Regions from separate parts of the Mus musculus genome. Here region 1 is linked to region 2. The links are chromatin contacts, called in public HiChIP or PLAC-seq maps. All regions are on one chromosome and are shown on one strand. Each heading gives the region's core, a stretch centred on a gene start, on an enhancer-like site or on the middle of the called end of the contact. The rest is flanking DNA. Distances are from core to core; before and after follow the strand shown.

Region 1 (3,775 bases), core at 654-3,153, 480 kb after region 2:
CACCATAAAGGATTTAGGAGGTTAACAGTATAAGAATAAATGCATGCCTTGCCATATAGTTGTTTAATACAGTCAAAGACGTGCATTCTTGAAACATTTTTAGTACAAAAAAACAGATGTTTTACTTCTCCCAAGTTTTTATGATTCTTAAAATTTTTTAAGTCACTGAAATAAATTATTTTTTTTTAAATCTGGAATCTGTGTCCATCAATAGTATTTTAATTTATGAAGATTATCTTCTCAGTAACTCCTGACTGAATAGACACAGAGAAAGAACGGTTTTCACCAGTTAACACTTCCTGCATGCTAAGCTTGAGGCACTCTAGTCTTCCTTACACGAGAATGCCCAGTGACACTAGTGGACTGACACAAACTAAACACTTATTTTCTCAATACATAACTAAAGTCTGGAAAGAGGCAAGCACAGGGAGGCAACTACCATGCCAGGCCAGGAGCACAGAGTGGATCCTATTCCAAAGCAGCCTAAGGGACGAGTGCCGCGCTGCCACCTGTGCTACTGTTCCCACCAAGGACCAAGAACTCCGATATCTAAACTCTCTAATCAAAGGTGAGGCTAAGGATAATATTAAAATCAGGCAGGTATAAATGCCAGGGAACCCAACAATATGTGTAAACTAATATGAGAGGCCTAATTCTGCTGCAGAAATGTAAACACACACATACACACACACACACACACACACACACACACACACACACACACACACACAGTCTTTCTCCTCCTGAAGGGAGAAAATGAAGTGCAACAGAGCTAAATGGCCCTTTCATACTGCTGACTTGCTTCTGGGTCCTCCTGCCATGTGGTCCCCATGTGTTGGTGTCAAGGCCTCCACTTGAACACAGGCATGCACTGAACCCACTTTGTAGCTCCACACTCACCGTGAGAGAACAGGCCGACAGTAAGGCCGCCATTCCAAGGGCTCACCAATGCAAATGAGAAGCTGCCTTAGTTTGGTAATCTTTGCCTTGGTCTACTTTTTCCTAATCTCCAAATTATTTAAAGTGAACCTTTCTTGATAACAGTAAAATATCTAGACCAAAACCACAGAAGTTTTAAAGCAATTTATGTGCTTTGAGGAACTATAGCAAAAAAAAATTTACAGTTAAAACTTTAAAAAAGAGCTGCAAACAGAGTCAGTTGACAGAGTGCTTTAGCACTGCACGGTGGCACTAGCATCTCATGTTCAAGGGCATCCTCGGGGACACAGTGAGTTTAACGCTATCTTAGGCTACATGAGCCCTTCTCTTCAAAAAGATAAAAAATAAAATTAAAGTTTATTTCTTTTAAGAAAAGTTTCAGGATATTTATAACTTATGTGGGAAATAATAAACTAACTTCTAGGTTTAATTTTGCAATACTTTGAGGGCTGCGTGTTAACCTCATTATTTAGGTGTCCTCCCTACCCCACGGTTTTTCACATTTTCCAGAGGTACCACCCCCTCTGGATTTGGTTCTTCATATTTTGTTTAAACATTCACTCTCCATTCCCATCATCGCCCACAGAAAAATGATGAGGTATGCTAAAACTCCCACCTCCTTGCCTTCTGCAGGAGAGGCCATATTACATCACAGGAAGTAAAGACTGCATGCCACAAAGTAAGAACTATTTAGATTTCATGCCAAGGCTAGGGTTTGTTGGAAATGCCTTGGTTCTTTATAACTCAGTTAACAGACCTCTTGTGTCATGCCATCAAACAATTCTGCTTCTTAAATGGGCCTGCCAAGTATGTCAGCCTAAATTATCCATGTATTGCACAGACTTCAAAGTACTGCCTGGAGAGAGCTGATCTAAACCACCCAAAGGAGGGGTGGCTAGATGCAGTTCTGTGAGCTCAAAGAATACAACACATGAGGGTTTGTTTGGTTTGTTTAAGGAAAAGAAAAGGGAGTGGCACACAGTGCTGAGCATGTGACTCATATCCTAGGCTTTGCCATCGGCTTCCAGGCAGTGTAGATCCTGTTGCACCAATGATTAGAGGGGAATTAGTGGTTTCTGGTAATAATATCATCTAGGGTACAGAGTCATCCTTACACTCACATGTACCCAGACGCCAAATAAAGATGCTGTCAGAACAAAAGTGTAAGGGGAGAACAAAAAGCTTCTGGAAAAATCAAGGGCTGATACTGTGCTCATGCTGGAGATTCACAGTAGGCCAGACTCAGAGAATGAAGCACTTCACTGGTGCATCTATGGCTACCTTTCCAGCAGCATTTTCAACACTGGTACTCACAAAACCGTAACTCATGCTGCAGACCTGCCTCCTAAAGAATTTTAGCATGTTCTAAATGACCACAGCTAATGTAGGGAACCAAGAATCCTGATGTATTCCTTACAGGACTATAAATTAGTATAGTGAAATAAGTAAGCAAAGGCATGGAAGTGAAGGAGGGACTAGATGGGGAGATCAGCGGCAGTGACGGGGTTACAGGCCATGAGGGTGTGAATAAAACACAGGGCACAATAGGCAGTGGGTGCCCTTAATCCCAGCACCAGGCAAAGGCAGTCAGACTGGAGGCCAGCCTGGTTTACAAGTTCCAACCAAACCAGATGTAGCTGTTTTAAGAAAAAAGAGGAGAACAGGAAGAAAAGAAAATGGCATAGTAAAATCCATTTTATAGGTATAATTAATGTATGCAATATAGTACCATATACGACATATGTATAGACATAACTATATGCTGGGTATGTTGGCTCATGTGAACCTGTAAGCAGGATGTAAGTTTGAAGATAGGCAAGATCACAGAGCAAGACCTGACTCAAAACCAACAAAGTCAAAACAAAAACAAAAACAAAAAAGAGAAAAAAAATCAGTTAAAAAGTTTAGAAAATAATTTACTAAATTATCAAATATTTAAATGTATATACCTAGGGACTGACAATTATTTCTAAAATAATTATTTGCTCAAGGGAAAATGATACTCACTTAAAGACATACTTTAGGAAAAGTCTCAGGACCATCATTCATTCATGCTCACTCTGCTTTCCATATGGTAGACTATTATACAACTATTAAAAATGAGATCACTAGTATGCATCCAGATAGGTTAGATTAAGTGTAACCGCATCTGTATAAACTACAAAACTATCACTTTCTTTGTAGCTGCACACAGAAGTGTAACATGGCCACAGATATATGCAAGGACAGGCAGTGAATTAATTCTAGATGTGGAATGTCTGACAAGTTGTAGATCTTATTTTTTTAATTAAACAGAAGAACAAAATTCCTAAATCAATAAAACATATTCATGAAAGCTTAAGAATATTAAAAATATATGTTCAATTGTAAGGAACAAAAAAAAAAATCCAGCAAAAACTTTCCTAAAATGCTTTTATATGGCAGCACCAAAGTATACACTTTTATTTTAAAATGATGCTGAGAAGCCAAGAAACAAATGTGAAAAGAAATCTCTAAAATGCTCAATGCATCCAGGGGAAATTTATATTCCTGAGGGTTGGCTTCTATGTTGTTAACAGAAACCTGGAATGGATTTTTATCTATTAAAAAAAAATACAGCACTGGATGCATGACAAGGCACATTATACTCACGTTAGCAGATCTTAACTTTGTGGAACCAAGCACACAAAAATAACTTTCTATATTAAAAATGATATATTTACTCAGCTAAGATGCCATCTCATATGAGAAGGATGCTACTTCAAAAACTGTTAACGTCAGTCTCCTTACACCCATGTTTTTTGAATTATTAATTGGAAATTCTACATGCCAAAAAATATGAAATGGTGAAATTAAA
Region 2 (3,871 bases), core at 1,153-3,652:
CATCTTCATCTGAAGGCTGCTAGAAGACTGGCTTCCAGGAAGCTAGGACAAGGGTCTTAAAGCCCATGCCCACAGTGACACACTTCCTCCAAAAAGGCCACACCTACTCCATCAAAGCCACACCTGAAATAGTACCTCTCCCTGGGCCAAGTATATTCAAACCACCACACCAAGCAAGTGAAAGACTTCTATGATTAAAAACTTTAAGACATTGGAAAAAAAAGAAATTGAAGAAGATATTAAAAGATAGAAAACTCTGTCATGCTCACAGATCAGTAGGATTAACTGAGTAAAAGTTGGTCATCTTATCAAACACACATTACAAGATTCAATGAAACCCTAATCAAAATTCCAACACAATTTCTCACAGGTCTTCAAAGGACAGTTTTCAGCTTCATATGGAAACACACACATACACACACAGACACACAAACCAAACAAAAAACCAGGGTAGCTAAAAGAAGCTAAATATATGAGTAGTAAAAGAACTATTGGAGGTAGCACTACTCCTGATTTCAAGTTCTAATACAGAGTTATAGTAGTCAAAACAGCATAGTAATAGCTCAAAAACAGGCACATTGATCTTTGGAATCAAAATGAAGACTGACTCAGACATAAATCCACATACCTGTGGACACCTGACTCTTAATAAAGATGCCAGAAATATACACTGTAAAAAAGACAGCATCTTCAACAAATGGTGCTGGTCAAACTGGATATTTGCCTATAGAAGAATCCAAATAGATACACACTTACCATCCTGCACAAAACTCAACTTCAAATGGATCAGAGACCTCAACAGAAAACCAGATACCCAAAACCTGATAGAAGGGAAAGTGGATATAGCCTTGAATGCACAAGCATAGAGACAGACTTTTAGTACAGACTTTAGTACAGGTACTAAGATCAACAACTGATCAGTGGAACTCACAAACTGAGATGCCTCTGCCCAGCAAAGGACACTCAAAGGACCACTCAGACAGAGTGACAGCCTATGGATGTGAAAAAGTCGTCACCAACTACACACCAATAGAGGTCTGATATCAAAATACACAAGGAACTCAAAAAAACTGGGTATCAAGAAAAAAATTAAGCCAGTTTAAAAATGAATACTAAAAGAACTGTTGGAGGAATCACTATCCCTGATTTCAAGTTCTAACAGAGGATCCTCAATAGAAAAAGAAAAGAGAAACGAAAACTCAGATGACTGCAAAGCACTTAAAGAAATGCTCAACGTCCTTAATCACCAGGGAAATGCACTCAAAACTACTTTGAGATTTCATCTTACACCCATCAGAATGGCAGCCAATCAATAACTCTGATTTTATTTAAGGCCCTTTCCACCAGCTGGAACTCACAGGTGACACTGCTTGGGTGACCCAGAACCTGAAACTACTTACCCCAGGCACCTAAGTAGCAATAAAATGACTCTGAATGACATCCCACTAAATTCATAGATCAGTGCCCTGCTCACCCATCCTCAGAGAAGTTTCCTCCTGCAGCAGATGGAAAGATGCACAGAGACCCACAACCAAGTAATAGGCAGAGAATGAGAGAACTTGGAACTTTCAGGTCCAAATGGGACTTTTCCATCAAATCTCTCACCTCGGGGCAGAAAACAGGCTAAAGAGGAGGCAGAAAAAAATGTAAGAGGAGATGGAAGCAGATGGAAGACACCAAAACAACAACCACCACCTCAAGGCCGTCTAAATCAACCTGAGCAAAGCTCCTATGAACTCACAGAGACCGGAGCAGAATGCGCAGGGCCTGCACCGGTCTGCACTGGGTCCCCTGAATATATAGTAGGCTTCCAGTTTAGTGTTTTTATGAGATTCCTGTGTGTGAGAACAAGTGGGTGTGTGGTTCTTATGCCTTCTCTTGGACCCTTTTCCTACTGTTGTTTGTTCACCAATTTTGACATGTGAGCTTTGTTTTATCTTATATTTTATTTTGATATTCTACATTAAAAGAAGGAAGGAAGGAAGGAAGGAAGGAAGGAAGGAAGGCAAGCACTAGTTTCACCCCAATCCTTTGACAAAATTGGGATAAGAACTTCCCAAGAACTAATATACATCTTTATCATGCAAAATAACCCCTTTAAATGACATAGGGCATGATGAAAAGGTGATGCAGAGCCTGTAGCTCTTTCAAGTCCTTACTCACGAGAGGGAAAGAAAGAGGGAAAGAATGAAGGATGAGCAGGAGGAGACAGGAAGCTACAGCACACCTTCGAGGTTTTTCTGAAATCAACTCTCCACCTCCCCTCCCATATACACATTACCACCAGCTCGGAGAAGAAGGGCGGGCCTGATCGCTCCACAAGTCTCCCTGTAATGTGCGTTCCTGGAAAGCACTCAGCTCTATTAATGTGCAAACACCAGCTGTGTTGGGCCTAACACGCATTTGCACTTTAATTAAAGGGAATCCCTTTAATCAGAAGATCTGATTTGCCTGGCTACTCTTAGTGTGGTCCTTGGAGCATCGCCAGCAGCAACAGCGCCACCTGGAGGTTTGTAAGAAATGCACTTGCTCAGGCTCACTTTGACCTAAGGATGCTAAGTTCTGCAGTTTACCAGGATCCTGGAGTGACTCCCACGCACGGGTAAGTATGAGAAAGTACAATCCTCTATGGGTGTAAGGAAGCACATGTGTAATTGCTCAGTGGCTACAACTTGCCCAGCATGTGCAAGGCCCTAGGCTCAAATCCCAGCACGATTAACTGTAAAAGATTGCTGTGTCACACCTTCCTGCCCTTGTACAGTAGTTTCCATGCATTTCGCCCCTATGAACACTATAAAACCCATAGTGTGTGGCAATTATTATTATTATTTTAACCAGTCAACTATCTTTTGGTTCAAATACTAAGAATACATGCTCTTTTGTGACCTGTAATATAGTTACCATTTTTGACAGTTGCTAATCCTTTGTAGAGAATCAGGTTTTCATTTTGAGTCTTGTGCTAAAGGACTCCTCTTCACTGTCTGCAAGTGCATATATGGTGAGGATGGATTAAGTCAGCTACTTAATGTCTAAAATAAATGTATTTCCTGTTGTATTTGAACCAGGTTTTTTCCCCTGCTTTCACTGTTGAAATTTTTATATTATACATAATAACTAAGATATTTCGTATTTGTTTACTACTTATTTGAAACATTGTATTCTGCAGTAAAGTGGATATAGCACCAAAAAAGATTTACTAAGATGATCACTAGAATAAAAGACAGATTTAAATCAATAAAATGGACCGAGAAAAAATATTTTTAAAAGAAAGAAGAGGCAGAGGAGGAGGCAGAGGAGGAGGCAGAGGAGGAGGAGGAAGGAAGGAGGAGGAGGAAGAGGAAGAGGAGGAGGAAGAGGAGGAGGAGGAAGAGGAGGAGGAGGAGGAGGAGGAGGAGGAGGAGGAGGAGGAGAAGGAGAAGGAGAAGGAGAAGGAGAAGGAGAAGGAGAAGGAGAAGGAGAAGGAGAAGGAGAAGGAGAAGGAGAAGGAGAAGGAGAAGAAGAAGAAGAAGAAGAAGAAGAAGAAGAAGAAGAAGAAGAAGAAAGTAAGTAGTGATGTGGTAGTAGTGGTAAGTAGAGGCACCAAAGACAATTTTGCCTTGTAGGCATGTTTCCTTAAAGTCTAAGGGCCTACAAACCCCTACCTTCACCCAAGTCACCTCGGGTATAATAGTTTGCTGGGGCCTATGGAGTACATCTGACTGTGTAAAAATATAGACCATGTATATAATATGTGTGTAGGAAGTAGTGAAACTCGAATCCTGTGGCTGTCTGATCCTCTGCAGAAAATCCAGCAAGAAGGTAAGATCAATCCCTCTCCGAGTCATGACGTACTCAAAGCCTGGCCAGTGGGCACCCAGGTAGAGGGGGCCTT

Evidence for each region. HiChIP or PLAC-seq counts read pairs in DNA pulled down with a chosen protein or histone mark.
Region 1: a contact with region 2 is called in an H3K4me3 HiChIP or PLAC-seq map of embryonic basal ganglia, with 5 times the contacts expected there. The contact joins two enhancer-like sites. A contact is called at or near these places in 4 of 15 datasets of contacts at CTCF or cohesin (the NIH/3T3 cell line, large pre-B cells, pro-B cells and 1 more), 59 of 484 Hi-C or Micro-C datasets (B cells, CD4 T cells, the G1E-ER4 cell line and 39 more) and 10 of 115 datasets of contacts at active chromatin or transcription factors (the NIH/3T3 cell line, astrocytes, embryonic basal ganglia and 5 more).

Annotation. Positions count from the first base shown.
Region 1 is chr1:78,446,503-78,450,277 of GRCm38.p6, forward strand. All of the region lies in intron 15 of Farsb (phenylalanyl-tRNA synthetase, beta subunit), which reads right to left. Among named protein-coding and RNA genes, the nearest start is that of Farsb, 41 kb to the right of the region's middle. Within about 2 kb of position 1,904, at least 59 of the 459 cell types and tissues checked have an H3K27ac peak or open chromatin away from gene starts, as enhancers often do. A contact at or near this core is called in embryonic basal ganglia, where this site is marked.
Region 2 is chr1:77,970,054-77,973,924 of GRCm38.p6, forward strand. No RefSeq gene overlaps it. Among named protein-coding and RNA genes, the nearest start is that of Gm26263, 74 kb to the left of the region's middle. Within about 2 kb of position 2,403, at least 13 of the 459 cell types and tissues checked have an H3K27ac peak or open chromatin away from gene starts, as enhancers often do. A contact at or near this core is called in embryonic basal ganglia, where this site is marked.